4 separate regions of the Mus musculus genome follow, and regions 2, 3 and 4 are each linked to region 1. A link is a contact called in public Hi-C, HiChIP or PLAC-seq and promoter capture Hi-C data. All regions are on one chromosome and are shown on one strand. Each heading gives the region's core, a stretch centred on a gene start, on an enhancer-like site or on the middle of the called end of the contact. The rest is flanking DNA. Distances are from core to core; before and after follow the strand shown. Region 1 holds the start of Npc2 (NPC intracellular cholesterol transporter 2). Region 2 holds the start of Zfyve1 (zinc finger, FYVE domain containing 1). Region 3 holds the start of Psen1 (presenilin 1). Region 4 holds the start of Erg28 (ergosterol biosynthesis 28).

The links. Promoter capture Hi-C pulls out the DNA fragments that hold promoters and counts their contacts. Hi-C and Micro-C count contacts between places; a contact is called where the count stands out from the background. HiChIP or PLAC-seq counts read pairs in DNA pulled down with a chosen protein or histone mark.
Region 2: a contact with region 1 is called in an HNF4G HiChIP or PLAC-seq map of pancreatic cancer cells. The contact joins the promoter of Zfyve1 here to the promoter of Npc2 in region 1. A contact is called at or near these places in 1 of 484 Hi-C or Micro-C datasets (CD4 T cells), 1 of 115 datasets of contacts at active chromatin or transcription factors (pancreatic cancer cells) and 1 of 9 other capture datasets (liver).
Region 3: a contact with region 1 is called in a Hi-C map of CD8 T cells, with 4 times the contacts expected there. The contact joins the promoter of Psen1 here to the promoter of Npc2 in region 1. A contact is called at or near these places in 1 of 39 promoter capture datasets (pre-B cells) and 2 of 484 Hi-C or Micro-C datasets (CD4 T cells and CD8 T cells).
Region 4: a promoter capture Hi-C map of neutrophils shows a contact between it and region 1, with 2.6 times the contacts expected there. The contact joins the promoter of Erg28 here to the promoter of Npc2 in region 1. A contact is called at or near these places in 5 of 39 promoter capture datasets (hippocampal neurons, liver, neutrophils and 1 more), 2 of 484 Hi-C or Micro-C datasets (CD4 T cells and regulatory T cells) and 2 of 9 other capture datasets (adipose tissue and liver).

What each region holds. Positions count from the first base shown.
Region 1 is chr12:84,770,711-84,777,438 of GRCm38.p6, reverse strand. It overlaps Npc2 (NPC intracellular cholesterol transporter 2), which reads left to right and starts at 4,327. Exons shown (of 4, transcript NM_023409.4): 1 at 4,327-4,653. The coding sequence starts at 4,572. Isca2 (iron-sulfur cluster assembly 2) reads right to left here and starts at 4,169. Exons shown (of 4, transcript NM_028863.1): 1 at 4,068-4,169; 2 at 3,762-3,864; 3 at 3,531-3,646; 4 at 2,350-2,896. The coding sequence starts at 4,138. The coding sequence ends at 2,722.
Region 2 is chr12:83,594,420-83,601,147 of GRCm38.p6, reverse strand. Zfyve1 (zinc finger, FYVE domain containing 1) reads left to right here and starts at 3,926. Exons shown (of 12, transcript NM_183154.4): 1 at 3,926-4,151; 2 at 5,826-6,728. The coding sequence starts at 6,268.
Region 3 is chr12:83,685,767-83,692,494 of GRCm38.p6, reverse strand. It overlaps Psen1 (presenilin 1), which reads right to left and starts at 4,343. Exons shown (of 12, transcript NM_001362271.1): 1 at 4,202-4,343.
Region 4 is chr12:85,822,343-85,829,070 of GRCm38.p6, reverse strand. It overlaps Erg28 (ergosterol biosynthesis 28), which reads left to right and starts at 4,178. Exons shown (of 5, transcript NM_021446.3): 1 at 4,178-4,600. It overlaps Ttll5 (tubulin tyrosine ligase-like family, member 5), which reads right to left and starts at 4,151. Exons shown (of 34, transcript NM_001081423.3): 1 at 3,985-4,151; 2 at 2,447-2,618. The coding sequence starts at 2,520.

The sequences.
Region 1 (6,728 bases), core at 3,078-5,577:
CAAGTGCCCTTACCCACGGAGTCATCTCTTCAGCTGCCCTCTTTAATGACATTTTTCAAGGTGAAAATTTATCCCTTGATCTTCAAATGTATGTATACACAGGCTGCTTCCTTTTGACTTTTGTGTATATTATACAAAAGTATAAACTTAGACACACACACATACACAGAGAGGGACAGAGACACAGAGAAAGACAATGAGACAGACTGACCTGGAATAGATTGCTATGAATTAGTGCCATTATTTAAACTGCCCTTACTTTTTGCTTCATTAATCCTGTCGAGCCAATCTACAAACTTTGGAATCAAATGTTGTAAGAACTCAGCAAATATAACTTATCAAGAACAAACATTCTCTAGCCTGAAGCATTTGCATGCTATCAGGTTATTGTCAGTTTATAGTAGATGTGTTTGGTTTATGTTGGCAGTTAATTGGCCTAAATTTTTGATGTTCTATAAAAAAGGCTTTTCTTTTAATGACCAGTGACTTGCAATGGAAGGGTAAGCAAATAAGTATGTGTCTTAAAGATACAGATAAATTACTTGAGAATCTGAAATACAAATTTTACTGGTTTTTATATTTTAATTCACTCTTTAAAAAGTCCCTTCCAGGGCTGGAGAGATGGCTCAGAGGTTAAGAGAACTGACTGTTCTTCCAGAAGTCCTGAGTTCAAATCCCAGCAACCACATGGTGGCTCACAACCAACTGTAATGAGATCTGATGTCCTTTTCTGGAGTGTCTGAAGACAGCTACAGTGTACTTATATATAATGAATAAATAAATCTTTAAAAAAAAAGTCCATTCTAGGGGGCTGGAGAGATGGCTCAGACATTAAGAGAACTGGCTATTCTTTCATAGGTCCTGAGTTCAATTCCCAGCCACCACATGGTGGCTCAGAACCATGTATAATGAGATCTGGAGCCTTCTTCTGGCCTGTAGGCATTCATGCAGGCAGAACACTGTGTACATTTAAAACAAAACAAAACTTCTCTTCTATTATCTACAAGTAATGAAAGGACCACTTCCCCCTCTGCATAAAACCACAGGCCTCTTATAGAAGGTAGGCAAACTCAGTTACTGAATGGTCATAGAATCTTGAAGCACTTTTATGGGCATGGAGTACAAAAGCTACTTTTCAAGCAATTCAGTGATCAAGAGGGGTTTAGCTAAACTTGCTTTTTTGGTTTTTGGAGGTGGGGGAGGCAGTTACTGAATGGTCATAGAATCTTGAAGCGCTTTTATGGGCATGGAGTACAAAAGCTACTTTTCAAGCAATTCAGTGATCAAGAGGGGTTTAGCTAAACTTGCTTTTTTGGCTTTTGGAGGTGGGGGAGGTCTCTTGGCTTTATAAAACCTAGTAGATTCATGAGCATGACAATAAAATGTATTTCTCTGTAATATTCCAAGTGGAAATGGCCTTCATAGGACACATGGATAAATCCCCTAAGACAGTCAAGAAGAGTACAATACAACTGGACTGGTGGCACAGGCCTGTCATCGCAACTATTGGGGTATCAAGACTAGGGGATTGAAAGTTCAAGGCCAGCCAAGGAAATTTTGTGAGACCCTGTCTCCAAATAGAAAGCAAAACAGTCAAGGAATATAATTCAAGTGCTGGAGTGGAGATTCTCAACCTGCCTAAAGCAAAGACCCTTTAAAACAGTTCCTCATGTTGTGGTGACCCCAACCATAAAATTACATTTGTTGCTAATTTTGCTATTGTTATGAGTTGTAATAAATGGGATTGCCATGGGTTGTGACTCACAGGTTGAGAACCACTGTGCTAGAGTGTTTACCCAGCAGTTACAATGCCCTAGGTCAAATCGTGGGAGAGTAGGGGGCAAGGGACCACAAGAAGAGGAGGAAAAAGAGGAGGAAGAGGAGGGAGAGGAGGAGGGGGAGGAGGAGAAAGAGGGGGAGAAGGAGGAGAAAGAGGGGGAGAAGGAGGAGGAAGAGGAGGAGGGGGAGGAAGAGGAGGAGGGGGGAAGGAGGAGGGGGAGGAAGAGGAGGAGGAGGGGGGGAGGAGGAGAAAGAGGGGGAGGAGGAGGAGGAAGAAGTAGTAGTAGAGGTAGTAGAAGTAGAAGAAACAACAACCCAGGCCTAGTAGTAATATGTCTGCAGTTCCAGCATGAAGAGGCTGAGGCAGGAGAATTGAGAGTCCAAAACTGGAGCTACCTATAAGACCCTGTTGAAAGAAAAAAGAAAGAAGGAAGGAAAAAAGGAAGGAAGGAAGGAAGAAGAAAGAGAGAGACAGCAGAGAATATCTTGTTTGCCTTTCTAACCAATTTTGGCCTCAATTCTGGTATTCAAGCTACCCAAACTGGATCCTGATTGAAAACACGATAAGAACTTAGTTTATAATGATGTTTTATATATAGCTATACACAGATATATAAACAATTCTGAAGGCTAGAGAGGTTAACTCCAAATTTTGGAGTCCTAGAGGTGCTACAAATTATACTGGGTTCCAACCAGTGATTACAGGTGAGGTAACAGCCTTTGGATGTGGCCTTGACATTGTACTGGGGGAGGGGAGAGTATTTCGGCCAAGAGTTAAAAGCTTCACATTCCATAATTTACAGTGGTAGAATAAGACACTTCTGGATTAAATTAAATAAGATGAGAGCCGGACATGATGAGAAAGAAACCTCTAGAATTCTACTATTCTAGGTTGTTCACACTGGTGCAGTGGTGGCAATCTCAGGGTCATCCGTCATTGTGTCAGACTTTGACAGAGAAGGATGACCCACAGGAGCAGCCTTGCTGGGCTTGAGGGTTATTCAACACTTGGAATGAGCTTCGGATCAGTTCTTGGCTGAAGTCCACCTGGGCTCCCTTAACGAAGGCCAAGCTATCAGAGTCAACCACCACTCTTGCCCCACCCTGTTCAAATACCCTGAAAAGACAAGAGGAAAGCATGAATGACAAATACCACAAACACCCACACAACACCCTGAGCCCAGAGGTGTACATCTTGTTCTCCAATGCATGGAACACTGCTTAGGACTTCTAGCTGGGACGGAACGGACTGAAGCAGAAAGATTCAACGTAAAAAAAAACAGAAGGATTATTTAAGGGCTCGGACTGAAACTAGTCCAGCCTTTTTCTTAGGGTGGAACCTTGGTGTATATATATATTTTAAACACTTATTTATTCATTTATTTTATGTGAGTATACCGTTGCTCTCCCCAGACACACCAGAAGAAGGCATCAAATCTCACTACAGATAGTTGTGAGCCACTATGTGGTTGCTGGAAACTGAACTTAGGTCCTGTGAAAGAGCAGCCAGTGCTCTTAACCGCTGAGCCATCTCTCCAGCCCTAGTTCAGCCTTTCTCAACTTGACTACCTAACGGACGCTAAGTCAATGTTCTTCCTTATTTTTAAACAAGAGGACAAATCTTTGCTGTATCCTCACAGAACGGAGAGGGTGGTAGTGTTAAGCAGACTTAGACGCTTGGAAGTTTGGAATAAATTGGGGCCACTTTTATCCTCTGATACAGCCTCTAGCGACCCATCCGTCCTCCTTGCCTGTCGTCGGGGTTAATAACTGTATCCAGTGAAAATTTGTATTGGAATCCGGAGCATCCACCTCCCTCTACTTGCAGCCTGAGGAATTCTGACCCTTCGGTGATTTCCAGAAGCCTCTGAAATTCAGGAAAGAGGATCAAGAATGCCAAGCAAGCGGAGATAACGGGACGGGTGACTAGGAAGTCTTCTAGAGCCCTCCTGGGCACCGCCGCCCCGCGTCCGACCTCCTACCTGGACGCAGCTGTCTGTGAGGCGGATCTGTCCCTCGCCAGCCTCTGGAATGGAAGATGTTGTTTCCCAGCGGGTCAAAAGCCTGGGAAAGACGGCGAGGAGCCTGCGATGTAAAGAAGGGAGACGAACCCGGGAAATGGCACCAGATGACCCTCTATGGACACCTCGTACCCAAATCTGGGGACACTTTCTTCTGAACTGCCAAGCCTTCACCCCACACCCCACCCCGCGTGAGATTTAGCCTCCCATCTATCCTGAAGACGCAGAACCCAACACCCTTCCTAAGTGACGTTCCACCCTCGATACCTTCCCGAGCGCCTAGGAATGACAGCCCTGACCGCCTCGGCAGTTAGGGACAAGGCCCTGGAGGCCGCCATCTTACTCCGCAAGCTCCGCCCCTAGCATGGTCCAAATCCCCGCCTAGCCTGGGCTTCCGGAGGAGGGGAGAAGGGGGCGGGGCTGCATCGAGCCTCCGCCCCCAAGCGTGCCTATTGGGTATAGCGAGATAAGAGGGCTTTGATTGACAGAGAACGCTTCCACTTGCCGAAGTGGGTCGGTACCAATAGAGCGGGGCGAACGCAAAGAGCGAGTTCTCCGTAGGCCCTGCCTGGAAGCGGAAGAGATGGGCGGAGATAAAGGGCGAGCTGCAGGCCAGGCGGCCCCGGAGCCCAGGGCGGGGCGCGGGCGGGCCTTCGCTGGTTACTGCTCACAAGTGGCCTGATCTGGCTCCACCCTCGGTCCGGGACAAGTTTATCTTGTGACTGCTCGGGCTGCTTTTCCTTCCTAGATTGCAGAGCTTTCATATCCACGATGCGTTTTCTGGCCGCCACGATCCTGCTGCTGGCGCTGGTCGCTGCCAGCCAGGCGGAGCCCCTGCACTTCAAGGACTGCGGTGAGCCCTGAGCCCACTCGAGGAGACCCCCGGGGGTGGATTGGGCGGGTTGCTGGAACGTGGAATTGACTAGGTTGGGACCGAAGGTACTAGTCTTGATGAAACTTAACCCCTCCGCACAACTTTGTTTCTCCTTGCATTTCGTGTTTTGGGATAATCTAAAACACTCACAAGGCGAACCGTGTGCTGAAGTTCACTAAAGTTTCTTGGGTGAACATCAAGCGGGCATATATTGCAGCGCTCAAGGGCTTTGAGATTTCAATGGACGGAGGAGGATTGCGAATTTAAGACTAGCCTGGATTTATTGAACCCTGTCTGAAAAAAGTAAACAAATAAAAGCAAAAAATAAAACAATAGGATAGACAGCAGGTCTGCATCCAACACGGATTGAAGGAATAGGCACGGGACTTATTTTGATTTATGCCTTGTATCGTCACTGGCCTTTCTCCCTTTGTTCGTTTGAAGTTTGGTTGGGAGCGGGCTGAGGCAGCCTCACTCTGTAGCCCAGTTTGGCCTTCCAAATCCCTGTCAATCCTGCTCTGGTCTTAGAAGTACCATCCACCTCCCCTCCCCACCCCACCCCCACTAACGAGACAAAAGCTAGTTCTCCTTCTCATAACATTCATTTACAAAGTAGGGTTTCCATTGTTCTAATGAATTTCATGATTCTTGATCCTTGTCTCCTATAAAATTCGTATTTCTAGTGACATCATGTGATGCCTCCCTCCCAACGCTGCCCCTGGACTCTTTATTGGAAAATATAATAGAGGGTAGAAATTCTGAGTTTGTCCAGTCAAGCCTGTACACTTAGTTGTGGGAGCAGTGCAGGGGCCCGGGGTGGAAAAGGCAGCAGTGATGGTCGAAAGACAAACTGATTTTGTAAAATATTTGAGCAGGGGGAAACAGACCATAATGAAGCAGTAAGTTAAAGAGTTATTAGGACTGGAGAGATGGCTTAGTGGTTAAGGGGAACTACTATTCCGGAGGGTTAGAGTTCAATTCCCACATCAGGTTATACCTGCTTATACCCCAACTCTGGGCCTTCTCAGCTACCTACCTGCACTCCCAGGCAGACACACACACACCCCTAACTAAGGAGGTAGAGGTGGGAGTGGGAGGTGGATTAAAGCCTTCTGTAGTCACACTGCTGAGTGAGGAACCAAGCTAAATATGCTTCTTTGTAGCCAGTATCCAGTACTATGGGATGATAGTAAATAATAAATACTCACTGAAAAAGGAAACAAGGGAATTCATATTACCTCTAATATGATATTAAAAGTTCTGTTAAAGCAAAAGCAACGGTGGGCATGTGGAACTGGATTAAATAATAAGGGCCACTGCCTATCAATAGTTCACAGATGCCGTTCACTAAACCTGGAGGCTAGCTCAGAGTGGCTGTTTCTTTGAAGTACCTGTTTTTCCCTTCTGTTAAACTTCTTAAATTTTCATTTTATTTCTCATGTGTGTGTATTCATGTGTACCCAAGCATGTGGTAGCCGGAGTCCAACCTCTCAAGTGTCATCCTCAAGAGCACAGCCCACTTCTTTTGAGACGTAGTAGACCTCCCAGGGTCAGGATTGCGTGTGTGTGTGTGTGTGTGTGTGTGTGTGTGCGTGTGTGTGCGCGCGCGCGCGCGCGTGCGTGTGCGTGCCACCATAAGTGGCGTTTTTATGTGGCTTCTGGGAATTGAACTCAGGTTTTCACTTTATCCACAGTGATATTACCCCCTACTCCTTTATTGAGGACCGAGTCTGGGATGAAGGCACTGTATTCATTTTATTAACTTATTCTTCACCATCTGTTTTACAGAGAAGGAAACTAAAGCACACAGACCAACTTGTCTAAGACCCTACAGCTAATCAGCAGGAGTTGATAAGTTGATAAGTCCCTAGGACTTATAAGGAGTTGATAAGTTGATAGCTGATAAGTCCCTAGGAGCCACTTGGACTGGTTTGTTTTGTTTTGAGACAGGATTTCTCTATGCAACAGAGCCCTAGCTGTCCTAGAACTTGATCTGTGTGGACCAGGCAGCCTCAAACTCAGAGATCTGCCTGCCTCTGCCTCTTGAGAGGTGG
Region 2 (6,728 bases), core at 2,677-5,176, 1.2 Mb after region 1:
GAGTGAATTCCAGGACAGCCAGGACTATACAGAGAAACCCTGTCTCGAAAAACAAACAAACAAAAAAACAAAACAAAAAAAACACCAAAGAAAACAAAACAAAATACCAAGGGGGGAGGGAAAGAGTGTAAGAGAGCTAAACCACTGAAAATATAAAAAGATCTGAGAGACCCAAGTAGCCAATATAAGAAGCAAAATTAGTCCCCACACCCTGTTGTTTATGACATTGTGTTTCTGCAGCGAAAGGGTTCAAGGGCTCTGGGTTCCTCTTCCACAGAAAAGCCACGCAAAATAAAATGCCACCATCTTTCTTGGGGTTGGAGAGATGGCTCAGCCTCTTAAGAGCACTCCTGGCTATTGCTGAGGACCCACATTCTCAGGACTAACACAGCCCTCACAACTGACCACAGTTGCAGAGGCTCTCATGCCCTCAGACATCTGTGGGATGCATGCAGGTGGTAGCGCACATGCATGCACCCAGGCACACATGCATACACCCAGGCACACATGCATACACCCAGGCACACATGCATACCCCCAGGCACACATGCATTCACCTAGGCACACATGCATACCCCCAGGCACACATGCATGCACCCAGGCACACATGCATACACAGAATATAAAGGAAAACATCTTTCTTCTGCACCTTAATTGTCCTCCCTGGAGGGATCTATTTCCCACGGTTTTAAATTTTTTTCTTTTTTAAAAGATTTATTTATTGTTATATATAAGTACACTGTAGTTGACTTCAGACACACGAGAAGAGGGCATCAGATCTCATCACGGATGGTTGTGAGCCACCATGTGGTTGCTGGGAATTGAACTCAGGATCTTTGGAAGAGTAGTCAGTGAACCATCTCACCAGCCCTTAAATTTTTTTCTTAAAGTTACCATTTAATGTGGGATTGGAGGTTGGGTGCCTAAGTTAAAACCTCTAAATTCACATAAAATCCTTGCTATGAGGGTTACGCTTAGTTGTCAACTTGACTGGTTCTGTACCTGTGAGGGAAGGTTGTCATTATGCCTCCTCCTTCTGCCCCCCTCTGCTCTGAGACACAGTCTCACTGTGTGCCTCTGACTAACCTGAAACTCCATCAACAGACTAGGCTGGCCTTGAACTTACAGAGATCTGCCCATCTCTGCCCTTTTTTGGGGGTGGGGGCAGGGTTTCTGTGTATAGCTCTGGCTGTCCTGAAAATCACTTTGTAGACTAGGCTGGTCTCGAACTCAGAAATCCACCTGCCTTTGCCTCCCGAGTGCTGGGATTAAAGGCTGCGCCACCATGCCCCCGGCTCCATCTCTGCCTTTTGAGTGCTAGGCTTGAGGAGGTGCAGTTCATTACACTGGGCTGTGAGGGGGCTTCTTGACACTTTCACTGAAGTCGGACACTCACTCTGAAAGAGCTAGCAATGCCCAGGGGGAGCCCAGATAATTCCTGCTGTCTCCTGCTGTGTCCCTGCTTGCCTTCCTCTGCTTGCCTTCCTCTGCTTGCCTTCCTCGTGCTGGCAACTTCATCATTGGGGGTTTGCTCTCTTTCCACTGCTGCTGCCATTCTTTGCCGAAAGATTTTAGTTTCTTTAGGTCTTCCAATACTCACTGAAGACCAATGGCTTTTCCAGAAATCCCCCAGGCCTTCAATGCCAGATTAGGACTACTGAGGTATCTGGCCTCATGAATTGAACAAGCTCCTGGCCTCTCAGCCTCTCCAGTATAAAAGCAGCCACTGTTGTATTATATTATATTGTGCAAGTCAGTTGTACTGGTAAGTTTAATGTCATCTTGTCACATATTGAAGTCATCAGAGCTTCACTTGAGAAAATGCCTGTATAAGATCTGGCAATAAGGCATTTTTCTTAGTGATTGATGGGGAGGGCCCAACCCATTGTGGGTTGTGCCACCCCTGGGCTGGTGGTCCTGGGTTCTATAAGAAAGTAGACTGAGGATGTCACAGGAGAGCAAGCCAGTAAGCAGCACCCCTCCATGGCATCTGAATTTTCCAAGTTCCTACCCTTTTGAGTTCTTGTTCTGGCTTCTTTTAGTGACAGACTACAGTGTAGAAGTGTAAGCCCTTTCCTGCCAAACTTGCTTTTTGATCATGGTCTTTCATCACAGCAGTAACCCTAAGACACCAATCTAATAACTCTCCATTTTAATAAGTATGTATTCTATTGGTTCTATTCTTTCATATTCCAGGCATGGTAACTTACTTTTATAACTCCAGTGCTGGGTAACAGAAACAGGATCTTTGGGGCTCACTGGCCAGACAGTCTAGCCATCTCGGTAACATCTAGGCTAAGTGAGATCTCAAACAAATAAACAAACACCCCAAACCAACCAGCCAACCAGCCAACCAACCAACCAAAACTAACAAGACAAGGTGGATGGCTCTTAAGGAATAATGCCTAAGATTGACCTCTGGCCTAAACACACCCTTGACTCATGTGCATATGTACCAGCACCCATATGCACACACACAAAATAAAACTTAAAATGCTAAATGTTTGTTCCTATCAAACCCCCATTTTTTATGGTGCTGGGGCTCAAACCCAGGGCCTTGTGTATGCCAGACAGCCAATCTCTTTTGAGGGACACACATAGACCAATATATTTACTTTATAAGCAAGGTTATGAAATAATCTGGCAAAGCTACACACAGCCACAGAGGCAGTCTTAGGGATAAAACCTTTGTCATGCCAACCAACCTCAGGCTTATTTAAAACTTGTTAGCTTAACTTTTATAAAATCCCTTCTTCTCCATACACCATCTTATTTCTGGTAAACACTTTTTAATGTGATTGTAGATGGCTTAGTTCTTATTATCCTGGTTGGTGATGTGGTACAGGTAAAAAAATAAAAAGTTCATCCAGGTTTGCCGCTGTTGGCTCTGTGTCATGAAGAGTTAATTTTCAGCAATATAATCCGTATACATAGCTCATTCACTATTTTGTAGATTTGGCTTAACTATTGATCTAATTATGTCCTGAGATCTATGAGTGTCCTCTTGAATCAGAAGATGAGGTCTTATCCAGTGTTGTCAATAATTTGCTGTGTACCTTGGCAAGTAACCTAACCTTAGTTTTCTCTCTCAGGTTAACCATTATCAAGATAAAAATCATATGTTAAGATTGGCAGAGCCATCAGAAATTACACAGCAAAATTCCTTTATTTTATGGAAGGACTGAGTGATTTACCCTACCAACCTATGTAGTTAGTTTTCCTAGGCATTACAGACCAGTATCTTTTCCATGCATTGTATTTTCTCTCAATATTGTCTCAAGAAATAAATGAGAAAAAAGTGAAAGTACTAAACAAATATAAAGCTATTATTAAAAAAATCAGACAATAGTATTACAGACACTGTTATCTTAAATTTTATTGGAGTGTGTACTGTAACTATTCTGCACAATATAAAAATTAGAAGTTATGATGTCTATGTATGGAAAAAGGCAGAAAAGGAATAAGGCTGGAACAAAATTAACAGTTGATTAACTTTGAAGGGAAAACAAAACAGCCTCAAGCATAGTAATATCCTCTCAATGTTTACTGGTATTTTTCCACTTTGAGCATTTCTGAAGGAAAGATGTACAATAATAATGTGCCGTGCCATTTCCTGGTTATATAGAACATCATATCTTTTGTTTAATTTACAATACTCCTTCCCGGGCCACTGCCCTAAACTAGTCGCTGCAACCTGCAAAAACCTCAGCCCCGGCCGAGACTCTAAGTCCCGAAATGCTTTCAGGCTTGTCTGTCCCGCCTATTCGCAACGACGATGCTTCCATCGGGAATTGTAGTCATGTGGAGCTTGTATTTCAGGGCTGTAGGGCAGAACGACAATCCCCCCAAAACTACAACTCCCAAAAGGCCGCAAGCGCCCTTCCCGCTCCCCGTCGTCGCGCTCCGCCCCTGGCCGCTCCTCCCTAGCTGGGCTGCGCTGTTCATGCCTTCCTGTTGGTCTGAGCTGGGAGAAGTTCACTCTGATCAGCTGATTCCAACTGACAACAAGAGAGGAGGAAGCCTGGGAGGCAGCAGAGGAGGAGGGGGCGGAGATGGAGCTGAGGATGGATCCGCCGGGGCCCTAGAGCAGCCCGGGTCCTGTCGGCAATCCGCGTCCCCCACACCGCCTTGCCTTGGCCGAACTGCTCCGGGTGGGCTCTGTGGGCCGCGGCGGAGAGGGCGGGGGCGCCTTGGCCCAGCCCCGGGCGAGTGCTGGTCCCGGGGCTCCCTCCAGTCGCTCCTAGGAGGAAGGGGGGACGGGTGCGGCTCGAGTGGGGGTGGGGTGGCATAAACAATGGATTCGGCTCCGGGATGTGCGGGTTTGTGTGAAATTTGGGGGGCCTTCTTTGTTCTTCGTCTCCGCTGCCACCCCTTGGGTTGTGGTGGTGGTGTCCGGGAGCAAGGTGGGTGAGGGACCCTGGATTGGAGAGAGGCGTCGAGGTTTGGGGGGGGGGGGTTTGCTCCGAGTGGCATATTGTTTGCTTGGCCTGGTGGTGGTGAGGGTCAGCTGTTCTTTTGAAGGTTGGTTTTCTGTTTTTCTTAGTAGTGACAAGTTTTGATTTTTGTTTCCCTTTTGGGAGCTGACTGGACACGTCTGAGGTTAAGGTGAAAATAAGGTCCCCTGGTTACTCCCTTGCCTTGTTTATCTGAAGATCAGATGGATAGATTGGCTACTGAAAGGGAGGAGTGAATATCTGAAAGGAGGACTTTACACTTGGTTGTGCTCTTGGAATAGGAGGCAAAGGTAGGGAGAATTAGGAGTGTAGTTACGTTAGTGACCCAAAACCCCCTTTCCTGTCTTCCCAAGTTTTTGACTTGGTTTGTTTTGTTTTAAGTGTTTGAGTGACAAGAGAAAATGAGTTGTTTTGACTCACTGTAGGGCCTGGCTCTACTGTGCGCCTAAGTGCTGGAATTCTGCCTCCTGTTGCTGCCGGTTCTCTTCCTCTGTAGAGAGGAGGCACAGGAGGAAGCTCAGTAGTTGTCTTACTGTTTTTGAAAATGAAGTTGGGACTATTGTTGTCAATTTTAGAGTCCTTACTAGACCTTTGCTCGACTAGAGCTGAGAGAGTCCATTTTATAAGGATAATTGGGTTTGTAGAGGTCTTTGAGGGTGGTGTGAATTTATTGTTACAATATTTTTCTTAGCTTTTTACAGACCTCCTTTTCCATTTCTCATATATAAGGAGCAGGTGCAGAGGGCTTAGCCTCCTAAAAGCTGTCTGTTTAGTGATTTTGAATCAGAGCTTAATGAAATGAGAAGAGCATTTTACCAACAAACCAGCAAAATCTTTAAGAAGCTCTGGGTCTAGAAGTGTTTTGTTGTTACACATATTTGAGACAGGGCTTCTCTGTGTAGCCCTGGCTGGCCTGGAACTCACAGAGATCCACCTGCCTCTGCCTCCCTTGTGCAGGAGCCTCTAGGCTGGTTTTTGTAGTTAGTTTAGTAGCCAGGCTTCAGCCTTTTTTTTTTTTTTTTTTTTTCTTTCTTTTTTCTTTTTTTGGTTTTTCGAGACAGGGTTTCTCTGTGTAGTCCTGGTTGTCCTGGAACTCACTCTGTAGACCAGGCTGGCAGGCTTCAGCCTTTTGAGTGCTAGGATTTACCACCATACCCAGCATGGCAGTTGATTTCAGAAGGGAGATCCTTAGCCATGATTTTGAGATGACATTTCTAGTCCTAGAAGAAGCCACTGTAAGTTTTATAAGCAAGAATGAGGGTTCTCTCTGGGTTTGGCCTAGCAATTAGGTGCTCCTTTTTGTTTGCTCAGTTTAAGGTACACTTCTGGTTTTTTTCCCCAGATGAGTAAAATCTTCTTTTTCTGCTCTAGGTAGCCCTTGAAACATTGGCTTGAGGTCCAAGTAAATCGAACAGCTCCTCACCACCTTCTGTCATCACTCTGACTTTGTAGCTGAGACCCAAACCAATGAGCTGACCTTTGTGAACCCAGCAGACCCCTCAGCGTGTGGCAGAGACTCTGTCAAGTTCACTTCCACCACATATTTCTTTGCACTTTGCAGAGGATGAGACCATCAAATTCAGTGGACACTGCTGCTGCTGCTGATACAAGAGACTGGGAGGCAGAGAATTAAAAATCTGAACATTTGTGAGCGTGTGAAAATCCTAAGCCAGTCAGGTTTTCTTTTTTAAAGGGCTCAGAACCCTGTGAAGTGCTAGCCACCTTCAGCCTCAAAGCATTTGTCTTCCTTCATTCCTGGGAAAGTACAGTAGTGACTGTTGCAGGGTGGGTGGTTTCCAAACGAGTCTAAGTTATGAGTGCCCAGACTTCCCTAGCAGAGAAGGGCCTAAATCCGGGGCTCATGTGCCAGGAGAGTTATGCATGCAGTGGGACTGATGAAGCTATCTTTGAATGTGATGAGTGTTGTAGTTTGCAGTGTCTCCGCTGTGAGGAGGAACTCCACAGACAGGAGCGCCTTCGAAACCATGAGCGGATAAGACTCAAAGCTGGCCATGTCCCTTATTGTGACCCCTGCAAGGGCCCCAATGGGCATTCGCCAGGTGTTAGGCAAAGGGCAGCCGTGAGGTGCCAGACTTGCAAAATCAATCTCTGCCTGGAATGCCAGAAGAGGACTCATTCAGGGGGTAACAAGAGAAGACACCCCATTACCGTGTACCTTGTCAGTAAGGTCCAGGAGTCCCTGGAGGGGGAAGAGATGGATGAGGAGACCAAGAGGAAGAAGATGACAGAGAGGGTTGTGAGCTTCCTCCTGGT
Region 3 (6,728 bases), core at 3,094-5,593, 1.1 Mb after region 1:
TTGTTAAAGGTGCGCCCTGGTGTTTCTGCATTTATGGAGACAGGTCTTGCTCACGATGCTTGTGCTTGAGGTCCTCCTGCTTCCAACTCCTGAGTGCCAGGATTACAAGTGCGTACCATCAAACCCTGTTCTACCTGGGCTTCTAAAAACCACAGTGAATGTAAGCAAACCCTCAACTGTATTCCAGAACTTGACTTAGGAATACCCAAGACAGACCCATGATCCATAAGGCAGAGAGAGCGAGCGAAGCATTCCCCCAGCCCTACAAGACATGTTCTGAAAGTAACAGAACTAAAAGGAGCAAGGGCAGTGATGCAGCCGGTTGAGGGTGGCTTTTTCCCTCTTTCCATCCCACTCCACCTCTGCGAACCATCTGTGGTAGAGACAATTATTATTCAGTAAATATCCTCTCCTTCCACCAGTCTCCCCAAGGGAAGAACGGTTACCCTTCATATCTTCTAATTCAGGATCCTTGGAGTCGATCAACTGTAGACTGAAAACATTTGGCACGTAGATTTCATTGTTCTTCATAATCAACACAATGTAAGGATTATTTACGCAGCATTTACATTAGTGGGTATTATAGTTGAGAGATGATTTAAAGTACACCGGAGGATTTATAAATAATATATTTATTTTTGGTTCATATTTTTTCTTCAGTGTTAGGAATCAAGCAAGGTCTCTGAACATGACTACACTCTTACCCGCAAATACTACTGTTAAATGTAAGGACTGGGACATCCTCAGATTTTGGAAACTAGTAGTCCTAGAACCAATTCCCTGAGATTGCTCTTTGGTCTCTTTCTGGGTAACAGCCATCACCTATTCTAAGTCTTTATGTGAGCTCCTATACTGTGCCTTTATCAATGCAATCTTAGCTGATGGACACTGGCAGATATATGTGAGCCATGCTTGTGCAGCTGTCCTTGCCTTGAGAAGTCAGCAGAGTGGTTTGATAGTCTTTGTCCCCTCAACCTGGGCCCCAGGAGAAGATGCTCAAATCAAAATGGTCCCAGCTGAGCCACACATTCCACCCTGAAGCAGAGCCCTGAGTTAACTTAAGTGCTCTAAGCTGTGAGGTTTGGAGCTCTGCTATGGAGACTTATTGCTGCAACTTATTTCAAAGCAATGGTAAAACTGGCGGGCTCACAAGACACAATGAACATGAGCTAAAATCAGCTCATAATTTATTTCAAACCTTCAGGATTAACTGTATTTAGAATATGGATTTTCTTTTGGATTCTGTAAAGGCAGTATATGCTCAATAGTACATCCGAGAGCCTTAGAATCACAAGAGTAATTAATATCCATTTAGGTCTATGGTGAAACACACCAACAGTCTCAAAGTATATCAAGACAGTAGGATCTAGGGAGTTAGCTCAGTGGGTAAAAGCACTTGCTGTCAAAAGGAGCAGAGCTCAAATTCCCAGCATCACATCCAAGCCAGGCATAGTTCCTGCGCCTACAGTCCTAACACTGGGAGGTGGAGACAAGAGGCTCCCAGGAGACTGACAGACAGCCCACCTAGCTGAAACAGCTTCGGCTCAATAAAGAGACTGTGCCTTATAAAATAAAATTGGTGCTCATGGTGCAGCCCGCGTCTGACAAGCAGAATTTAATCCCCAGCGCCCACATATCGTAGACAAGAAGGATTCCATAAAGTGATCATGTGTGTTATAACATCTGTGTGCCATGGCGCACGTGCTCCCACACACACAATTAAGTTTTTAAAAATTAAGCTGGGTGTGGTGGCAGATCTCTGTGAACTTCAGGCCAGCCTGGTCTACATAGTGAGTTCCAGGAAAGCCAGGGCTACACAGAGAGTCCCTGTCTCACAAAACCAAGCAAAACAACAACAAAAATTAAATAAAAAGGCCCAGGGGGCGGGGGTGGGGGTGGGGGTGGGGGGAGACTTCTCGAGATGGCTCAGACAGTAAAGGTACTTGTCCCACATACCCGGAGACCTATGCTCAGTACCCAGTACTAATATAAAGGTGGGAAGAGAGAGCTAACTTCAGACTTCCGAATATTACTATGGAAGCCCCCCCAACCCTGCACACAAAAATAACATTTTTGTTTTTTAAGTAAGGCAATAAACAGTGGAGAAACGCTCCCCCTGTCCTCCTCTGGCCTCTGAATTTGTGAGCATATAGGCAAAGACTTCAGCTTTGCATATAAAGTAGAGGTGCACACACATACATATCACACCCACAGAATAAGACTCAACATGGTCTCTATCTGTACTGTCAAACAGACTACAGGCCATCCTAGGTTAGATCAGGTGGATGAATTCGCTCTACTCTCGAGTCATTCACCATCTCTGTTATCCAGGCTGGCCGTGATTTTCCAGCTCAGCCTTCCAAGTAGCTGGGACTCCTAAAGCACCGCCTATACCTGGAAATTATAAAGACTCAACCCAAAGTTATTTTAATAATTCTGTAATGAAGTTATTTTTATTGTGAGTCAATGTCTCTACCTTCTGTGGAAATGGATGGAATACAAGTATTTTTAAATTAAAAACGAATATTTACATCTAATTAACTTGCATAAATTCTTTCTGCTTTCACTCAAACAAGGAACTGGAAAAGACATCTGAAAACCAAATAGGGATTCTTGGAGCAGCAAATAGGAATCAGGTTTCTTTTAGACAAGGAAACACTGTGCCAGGTGCTGGGGATACTGTAGTCAGGGGTTGCTTCTGGTCACTGAAGAGCCTCCTAACTATCTAGAGAGGACAAGTTAATTTGACACGGATTTCCTGTTAAAAATGAAACTGTTAGCTACACTGGATTAACAAATCATTAAGACTAATTTCAACTGCTTCTTGTTACCTTTAAAAATGTGTCTGTGGGGCTGGAGAGATGGCTCAGCTGTTAAGAGCACTGACTGCTCTTCTGAAGGTCCTGAATTCAAATTCCAGCAACCACATTGTGGCTCACAAACATCCGTAATGAAATCTGATGCCCTATTCTGGGGTGTCTGAAGACAGCTACAATGTACTCACATATAATAAATAAATAAACCTCTAAAAAATTTTTTAAAAAAGTGTCTGTGGGAACATTTAAAACTAGTATTTGTGGTTCACGCTCATCTTTCAAGGGTACAATGGTACAGAGATCCTTCTAAAACAACACCAGGCCTTTCATTCCTATCGCTGACAATGCTCCCTGAAGCTTCCGTGTTTCTCAGCTTCTGTGACACTGCACTATTGTGGTTTCTGCATTCGTCCTCCTCAGCAGCCTCGTTGTCCTCCTTCTACCTGGCTCTTTGTTGTGTTCCCTAAGTGTCCACCCAGTTCTCTGCTCCAACATCAAACAGCAAATCTACTTAAGTGACCCATGTTTACAGTTTACAGCTCTGACCTCAGGCCATCTTCACCCGCTGTCACTTCAAAAGTACTATTTCCAAACCACTGCCTAACTTCCTTATTTCTCTCTCATTCTCCAAACTTGAACCCAGTCAATCTTATGCGTTAGTTGAACAGATCGCCTGTCCTGCTCACGTTTCTTCTACGTTTCTGTTACTGGAACTCTCATTTCTCCTAGTTATGTAAAAAGTTACCTCAATTGTCTCATGCACTCCGTCCTCCACTACCAGGCGGATGTGCCTGAGCCTCTGTTCGCGGCAGTGCCACATTTGAAAACGTGAAAGGGAAGAACTAGCAAACACTAAAGGCGCCTACAAGCGTCAGACACATGCATCGTGACAGTTCTGAAGAAAGAACAAGCGCCATACGACTCTTCGCCTGCCAACAGACACACTGAGAAGTTAGCCCCGAGTGCCACTCACTCACTTCTGGACTATGACACACTCGGGGCACCAGACGCAGAGTTTCACCAGTTGCTCAAGGCGACCCAGCCTAGGGCGCTTCCTCTATCTCTAGCTCCACTCTGATCGAGAGGCCACCCCTGATGCCAGCCATCTGCTCCCGGCCGCCCGGGGAAGCCAGCACTTCCGGGGTACCAAAGCTCGGAGAAGGCTGCTCTCAGTCTGGCCCCGGCTGGGTTCCGAGAAACCGGCTTCACCCCGTTTCCCACGCGGGGTTCCTCGATCTCCGCCCGCCTGGACCCCGCCCCTCATCCCTAGAGACGCCCGCAGCGCGGCCCTCGGAGACACAGGCCCGCCCGGACCCCCGGCAGGCAGGCGACGGTGAACACGACCGGCAGAGACACCCTCCGCCCCGCACACCCTGGGCACGCACCTTCTCTCTCCGCGCCCGGGCGGCCGGCTCGCAGCCTAGGTTTCCGCCTCAGCTGCCGCTGTTTTGTTTCCGACGAATACTCGCGGCCCACGGAGCAGGTCGTCCTAGGCCCCGCCCTAGAGGTCTCACCGGTGTCGCAACTTCCGGCCTCGGCGACGTTGGCCCCTAGACCCGGGAGGGGACGGAGCTTCCGGTGGCGCGCGCAGGCCACGAGGGCTGGGGGCTGGAGCTGGCCTAATCCACTCGCATAGATGTAAGGATGTGCGCGACCTGAGGCCTCTCTAGGGTTTGAGGCGCGTCTAGCGTTCTTCCAGTCTACAAGTGACATTTTCCCTTGTTTTTGGTTGAGACTGCGATTCGAGCGTTCCCTGCCGGTATCAAACATACCTTGTAGGAAAGGATGGGCTTGAACCTATTTATTTGGTTTCCATGTGTGGGGACACCGTGCCTTGTTTTGTAGTGACATTTTAAATCCAACACTTCCCATTTCTCCACAGTATTTATTTGAACAGTTCCTCAAAACGGATAAAATTTACTGTTTGTACTCTCAATAAACCAAAGCGATTGGTGGGTAAACAGAACCTGAGAAATATCCTATTAGTCTAGGTTCCGAGTCTGAAAGTCTTCCCAGATGGCAAGCTTCTAGAAAGCAAAGAATGTTTCCTATCTTGATTTTTACATCCCTCAGATTTTCCTTAATCGGAGAGACAATTATCAACAGCACACCACACATTTCACTTGGGCAAAAAACAACAGAGAAATTATTCATAATCCCAAATAACCAGAAAACGGCTAATGTGCTTAAGGAGCACACACGAGGAACTAGATTCTACTCCCAACAGAGACAAATACATCGGGATGGTGTTGTATCTGAAATCATAACACTCAGGAGGAGATGGGGCAGGACAGTGAGTTGAAATCGGACTGGGATTCCTAGCAAATTACAGGTCAAACTAAGATACACTGGGTCAAACTTCCTTTTTTCTACTTCCCAGAAGGCCTCGTTCTAAATAGTAGAGCATCCATCTCCATTTTCTCCCAACATTCTCAACCCTGCTTCAATAAACTCAGACTTCACTATTTTCATGCTTAAGATCTTGATACTTTAGTCTTTTCCGCCAGCGGAATGGCAACTGGGAGGAGACATAGCATAACCTTGGGTAGTTTTCCCTCAATCATTTACTTATACCCTCAATCATTTACTTATATGGGAAGAAGGCAGAAAATTGTAGACAGTACAGAACAAGCTCAATACACTTGCTAAACAAGCATAGACTAAAAGCCATTTGCAAACTACATTAATTGCGATCTTTTGGTAGAATGGCAAATGCTGTAAACTATACAGAGAAGCAATTTCGACAAACATTTTTGTGCAAAGATGTTCGTGGAGTACTGGTATATATATAAAAAAATCTCACTGTCCTACAACAAATCTTAGTTCACCTAGGTTATAAAACTCATGAATGGGGCTGGTGAGATGGCTCAGTGGTTAAGACCACTGACTACTCTTCCAAAAGTCCTGAGTTCAAATCCCAGCAACCACATGACGGCTCACAACCATGAGATCTGACGCCCTCTTCTGGTGCGTCTGAAGACAACTACAGTGTACTTACATATAATAAATAAATAAATCTTAAAAAAAATACTCATGAATGAAAGCTATGAGCAAGAGAACTGTCTAATGGACAAAAATGGCAGTTGTATTTACACTCAGTGTTCCAATAGATTCTTGTAAAAGTAAACCCTCAAAGGGGAGGGGGGACAGGAACTGAGTAGACTACAGATACTTCTGTTTTCTATATTCCTTTTTAGGGATATAAACACAAATATTACATAAATGACATGGGAAGACTGACACCAGGGAAGGGCAAAGGTGATTAAACATTAACCACCAATGAATATCAAATAGACAGACAATGTTTATAGAGTGCCAAGAGAAGCTAATGTATCCCACTCGGGCACCCACGGAAATATCAAGGCACACAACACTTCTAACTATGTGAATAAGATCTGAGACATTTGAAAGGCACATACTAAATAATTTTCTATTTTTTCAATGTAATATAGCATTGAGGGTCTAGAAACACTAAAACCTAAGAATGACCAAACAGTGCCAAAGAATAGTGAGAATTTCTGCAGTGTAGCATTTATTTTCCCCATTATTCAAAACCTGGCAATAGGAAGATGAGAAAACCCAGTAGCAACTAATGAGTGAAGCAGGAAATGACTTGGCCTGATTGACTAGGTCACTTAGGAGAGGAGCCTGCAAGGCAAGACTAGGAATGCAGTCACTAGAAGCCAGGACCTAGTCAATCAGGCCAGGTTTTCCTAACAATGACTCCAAGGTAAGTAATATTTGCATATGACCAGAATTCACTTTTGCTCACAGAAACTTAATGATTTCCTACAGAAATATCTTTCAATGAAAAATTTGCCTTTATTTAGAATATCGCCTAGAAATCAAAATATGTTTCCTCAGTTTCTATAATTGGGTACAACTACCAACAATGTAAAGCTGCCAGGAAAA
Region 4 (6,728 bases), core at 2,929-5,428, 1.1 Mb before region 1:
ATGGCGTCTGCTTCAGCCCTGCCTCCAGGTTCCTGCCGGGTCCCTGCCCTGACTGGACTGGGACCTGGACATGGAAGCTAAAATGAAGTCTTTTTTCCTGGTGTTGCTTTGGGTCTTGATGTTTCACCTCAGTGTCAGAAACCCTGAGTCAGCTTCCCAGAGTAGAAAGCCAGTGTATGACAGACCTGTCCATGAGCTGACAAGACAAGAGTAATCGCGAAAAATCCACAGAAGTATGCAAAAACTCCATGAATTTAGATGAGGGTTGGGAAATCTACTAGATAATTAGCATTTCTCAATTATAAATATAAGCAACAGTCAGTTATATTGTATTATCTGTGTTCATCATCTAAGCCACTACGCAGAGATTTTAAAAAATTAAGAAAAAAGGAAAAACAAGAGTAAAAGAACAACCCTGGTTGGCATTAAATACTTTCTAAAATGAGTAAAAGGAAGTAGACTGAAGTAAGATGTCGCATGAAGCAGAGGAACCAGAGGGAATTACCCATCTAATTATCTGAAAACAGTGACCCCAATACACTGTCAAGTCATTATGTGCTGTGAACTAACAATGATAAGCCTTTCCTGGAAACTTAATGCTGTAACTATTTCTCAAATATTGTTAATATAATCTTCTACCTTATACAGTCTACCATGACCGCATTAGCTACTAAGAACAATGCCTTACATTTATACCATGCTTCATAACTTTATCAAGTACTTTCATGTGTATTATAGTTTGAACCTAATCACACCCTTTCAAAATAGGCTGGGAGCTACTCGGGTTCTAGAGTGTGTATTCTAAGGGACTGAGAAACGGCTTAAGCTAAGAAAAGTGACTTATTCACGCCTAAAATCTCAAGCACTAGGAAGCTGAGGCAGGAGGACTGCTACGCATCTGAGGCCAGCCTGGGTTACCTAGTGAGCTTCAGGTCACCCTGGCCTCAAGATTATATTTATTTGTGTATTTGTGTGTGTGTGAGTGTGTGTACATTTATGTAAAGATAATTTTTTTAAAAAGAAGCTATGAATTTGAGGAGAGGGAGTGGAAGGAGAGGATGAAAGTGCAGTATACATATATGAGAGCTTAGAGTTATATATAAATAAATTAGATAAGCCTATCAGCTTTTCTCTTCCATATCGAGTAAAATTATGAGAGGTAAAAGTCCTCAAAACTGAGAGCTAAATTAGAATCACAATCCATCTCTTCTCTGTAAAGTGGAGATTCTTTGATATTTGTGAGTCTAATAAGGTGGAAATAATATTTTTAAATTAAAATCTCTCAGTGTGCATATTAAATGATCTACTCTACCATCTCTAGAAGCTACAGTTGGCCCTGTTAATCATTTTCATTATGAGGACCCAACAGTCAATGAATGACCTTGACCCTTAACCTGAAAGAACTTACAGAGAGCCCTTGTGGTTCAATGAACACGGCACAGGCTACAGAGCTCTAGTATTCTCATCGGAGCATCTTCACAGAGGTTCTGCTGTGTGTGGCCTGCCCTTCATATCATCACCGTTCTACAGCTGTAAATGCTTCAGAGAAAACTTATAGAGTCAAGGTCAGAGCCTAAGAACTTAACGTTTCACCAATCTCTAAAATTTTCAAAATCTCCAATTTTTCAATTACTAGAAGCTATGGTCAAGACACAAGGCTGACAAGATGACTCAGCGGATAAGGTGCTTGTCGCCAAACCTGACCCAAGTTCAATTCCCAGGACCCACATGATGGAAGGAGAGAACAGATTCCAGAAAGTTGTCCTCTGACTTCCACATCCGTACTGCACTCAGTTCACCTATTAGAGCCAGGAGATGGTGCATCAGGTAAATGTACTTGCTTGGAAGCCTGATGCCCCATGTTCAATCCCCCAAAACCCACAACAAAGCCAACTGCAGGGACTAGAAGGATGGCTCAACAGTTATGAGAGCTTCCTGCTCCTGCAGAGGAGCCAGGTTCATTTCCCAGCACTCCATCAAGCTGCCACAAACTCTGTAACTGAAGCTCCAAGGAATTCCATGTACCCTGGCCTCCTCAGGAACCTGCATGCCCATGCTGCACATAAACTCAAGCAGGCGAGTCTGTTTTAAAATGTGCACACAGAGAGAGAGAGAGAGGGAGGGAGAGAGAGAGAGAGCGCGCCAGATGTGGTGGGAGGTATGGCAACAGAAATGAGAGACCCCCACCTCAAAAACAAAGCAGAAGGGGGTGGGGAACCAAGTTCACCTGAGTTCCTATCTGAACTTTAGAACATCTAAAGGTGATATTGACTTAGAGGCCTAGAAACATAAGCCCACCCTTCGAATTTCTGAAAAAGGATGGGAAGTGAATAATATGATCTTGACTCCAAACACAGATGGAAGCTAGGGCCAGGCAACACAAAGAAGGAAACCTGGAGGTGAATAAAGGAACCCCCCCCTTAAGGGCGGGCTGACTGTCACTCACTCTTGGTTGGCCAGGTCCTCGTCCTCTGAGGACGATGCTGTCTCCTCCAGGTCCCGGGCCATCACAACTGGCATCTCCTTTGGGGTCTGTCATACAGTCAGCACACAGAGGCCTCAGAGACCTTTCTTCCTTGCAGTCTCACTGGATCAAACAATTTGGATGGCACAGACTCCTGTAAGAAAGTCAAAGGACTTCAAAGACAATGCAGTTGCATACTTCAGGATTTTTTGCATGATCTTTAAGATGAAAAGAAATATATTCCTGAGTATTTTCCAGTCTCTAGAAGCTTACCTTCTGCCACAGTGCACCTCACATATCACAAAAATCAAGAATTTTTTTTCTGTGTTTGTTTGTTTTTGTTTTTCAAGACAAGGTTTCTTTGTGTAGCCCTGGTTGTCCTGGAACTCACTTGTAGACCAGGCTGGCCTAGAGCTCAGAGATCTGCCTGCCTCTGCTGGGATTAAAAGGGTATGACACAAAATTTTTTTCAAACAGATACTGTCTCTGCTGTATCTAAAAAGCTGTTACTGAATTTGAGTCGTTTTATATAATAAAAGAGCAAGCACCAAAGGAGAGGCTTTAGGGCACTGATGTGGACAGTTGATAAGCCTATGTTTAGAAAATTCTTTGCTAAACAAATCTGACCAGGATCAAAATAAAAATCCAAGGTTCAAAACCCTTGCCAATATTTATACAGACTCTACCACAAGCAAACAGAATAAGCTGTTATGTTTCTAGGAAAACCAAATCACCCGAACTATTAATAAAAGGGTGGTGAAAATATTTCTCCTCAGCAGGGATCACATAAATGGCCGGGGAAAGGGGAAGTCAAATACTCTAATTATTGGTACTTTTTTTTTTAATCACACATTTTAATCCGGATATCAAGTAGACACATAAAATTAGGAAATCTCCAATTCCCAGGCTTCTAACTTCAAACACTTTCCATAGAGAAAAAGTTTCATGTTCGTTATAGAGAAAATAGAAACGTTTAGGGAAAACGCTTAACCTTAATGTCACTACTCAAAGATAATCAATTCGTGGCAATTCTCCAAGCTTTTGCTGGTCTGTGCATTGACTTATACAATAAGACTCTCAAAAACAAAGCAACTGCAGCAAGCAGCAACAGTGACTAACCCCGACCCTACACATCTTCAGCAGAAATGAGTAATACCAAACAACCTCAATGATTCTTTTCGGGTGATTCCTAAAGGAACTTCTCGACCTTACCCAAAAATGCTTGAGAGTCTTTTAAGTTAAAACCTTCAGGGATGCCCACCTTTCCTCGGCTCCCTGAAGAGTAGAACGAGATAAATGCTCAGGAAGTCCTTGCCCCTACAGGGACCAGCCGCCAGCTCCAGCCCAGCACACCCCAACCCCAGGCAGCTCCGCAGGCAAGGACGCGGCGACTCTGCCGCAGCGCTTCTGCCCAGCACGCCCGGAAGCCAACAGCTGCTCCGGAGCTCGGAGGGAAGCGCAGCGGCGCCCGCCTAACCCTGGAGCGCACCTCCCCGGAGCGCGCCGGCGCAGGCGTTTACCTGTCTCATCTTCTCACGGCTCGGGGCCGGCAGGCGGGGACCACGCTCTGCTTCACCTCCCTCCTCCTTCCCCAGCCCGAATCAACGCAGCCGCCGAAGGCTGCTTCCCCCGTTACTACAACAACCAACAAGCAACCGCCCGCTAAGAGCCACTGCGCAGGCGCCCGCCAGCGGCGCGAACAACGCTCGGCTGCGGGCGCTGACGGATGGCGTCACCACGGCGCGCTCAGACACCAGAGCCAACCCAGGCTGTCACCAGAAGGTTTCTTGGCTCCTTTTTCTCTCTGCGTTTTCCCCACCCCTAAAAGACTGACTCCAAACTCAGAGTTCCGCCACGCTCGACAGAAGGGTTTACCGCGTGAGCGGCGTAGCAGGAAGAGGCTCAGGCGGCGGCAACTGCTGATTGGCAGCAAAGGAGTTCACTCCCTATCGCCTGCTCGAACTGAGCCAGCGTAGCCAATCAGAACGAGGACTGACAAAAACAACCCAATCCTGGAGCTGGGCTGAGGGAGGGGGCGGGAACAAGTGGCCCAGGTGGACTTGGGACCGGAGCTGGCCTAGGGAGAGCTGGTTTGCGGATGCTGCTGATACTGCTGCAGTAGTACTGGATCGTCAGGTAGGAGAATTTGGAGTGGGATGTAGCACCCGAGTAAAACTATCTGCAAAATTTAGGAAAGTGGGGGTTGCCTGGAAAGCAACCGGAGGTGGTGGTGGAGGAGTCTAGAAACGATGTCCAAGAGGAGGTGCTAGGAAAATGGAGATTTGGTCAATTCTGGGGATGGGTGAGTGAACGGGCAGTCGTTATGAACCTAGCTCTGCAACGAGCTTTCACTTTTCCTCATGTATTATCGGGTAACCCTCGAGATAGAGGCTTATATCCCCATTTTACGGATGAGAAAACCGAGTCTCTAGAGTCTCACTGGCTTGTCTGAACCCCTCAGATATGAGTGGTGTAGCTAGGATAGGAGTCTGCCTCTATTGATTGTTAATTAGTATCGCATCCATGCTGACCTGGGCAAGGGTGTACCCCACCTCTCTCTCCACCTCATAACTCCAAGGGAATGGGTTTAAAGAATTGGTAGAGTCATACAGAAATGCTCTGGTGTGTTTTCATCAGCTCTGGGATTTCTAAGATCTGTGAAATAAATGGAGGGTGTAAGTTCTACGTTCTACTGAAAGGGAGTGTGTGCGGGGGCGGGCTGGGGGGATTTTTAAATAACCCAAGCTGGTGTTGAGAGGAGAAAGTAAAAAGAAGTAGATTGGCATATGCTGTAAGTGTCTGTGAAGATCAGCACACCCCAGCATCTCTAGACTGGGACAGTCCCCGTTTGAGACCTCTTTCCTCTGGGTCCACCCTTTCTCTCCTGGAGCCCTTTATAGTTGGTTTTTCGTCATCACTTCACTTGATGTCTATATACACTGGGTAGTAGGGAATCATACTGAAACATTACCACAGTGATAAGGGAAGCCTGATAGTTTCTTACAGCTTTCAGGCCAAAGCAGTTAGCCTGACAATAGGTAAATGAAGGGCCAATATGATGGTGGCTATGACAAATTGTCTCTGTGGGATCCCTTTAGAGCTGATGGAAATCACTACTCAGCGAGGCTTGAGCTAAACAAAAAGTACCGAACCTAGCTCTCTCTCCTACCAGCTTCCTCAAAAAATGGGAACTTTGCTGCACCTGGCCGCACCCACCTTTAATCCCAGCACTCAGGAGGAAGAGGCAGATGGATCTCTGTGAGTTCCAGGCCAGCCTGATCTATGTAGAGTTCCAGACTAGCCACATAGTAAGACCCTGTCTCTAAATAAATAAATAAGTAAATATTTTTTAAAAGATGAGAACTTTATCAAAACATTCTATGAGGGAGTATTGCAACAGAGTCCACAGACCCTGGCACTCAGCCACATATTAGCTATGTTACCTAAGCAAATCACTTAGCTCTTGGTTCTGATCCCCATCTGTAAAGTGGAAATACTAATAGTGCCTGCCTATCCTGATGTAGGGAGTGAGTGAAATAAGATGTTATATACTTGGGGCACATATAAGTGTAGGACACAAGTGTTCCGTAACTATAGCTAATGTACTTTTCTTGAAACCCAACATCAAGCTATGACAGGTCTTTTCCAAGTCTTTTCGATTGTTTTAGTTTATGAAACATGATGTGTCTGGGAGCCATGCAGAGGGAAACTAAGAAGACTAGTCAGACAGTTACACTATGGTTTCCATTCAAGTGTATGATGCAACTTCTGTACATTTGATAGGATGTGTCCAGGTATCTGAGTAGATTTTGAATCACCCTGAGCTATTTGTATTGCAAAGGGATGGCATGAAGAGATGAAGGCGTAATACTGATTCCAGGCAAGTGGAGGGAATTCTGACTTACAGCAATGCTGTGCTTTGGAGGATTAGTTGAGCAAAGGTAAATGTGGTGCCACTTGCTGCAAGGTGTACTGGTCGTTCACCCTCTTTAGAGTGACCGAGCATTGGCAGGAACACAAGCTTGCCCAGAAATCCATTTGATTACTTATAGAAATGTCCGCACCCCCATTTCTTCTGTCCTTCTCACTATGTCTTTTGTGCTAGATTTGACATTTCCACCCACTGCATTTTTTTTTTAAACCTCCGTGACAAAGATCAGCATAGCTCTGTTTAGGGTAAATATTCCTAGATATTTTGTGAAATAAAAGTGGTGTAGCAAGAAATAGGGTGGGGCCGAAGGACTAGCAGAGGTATGTGTGAAGT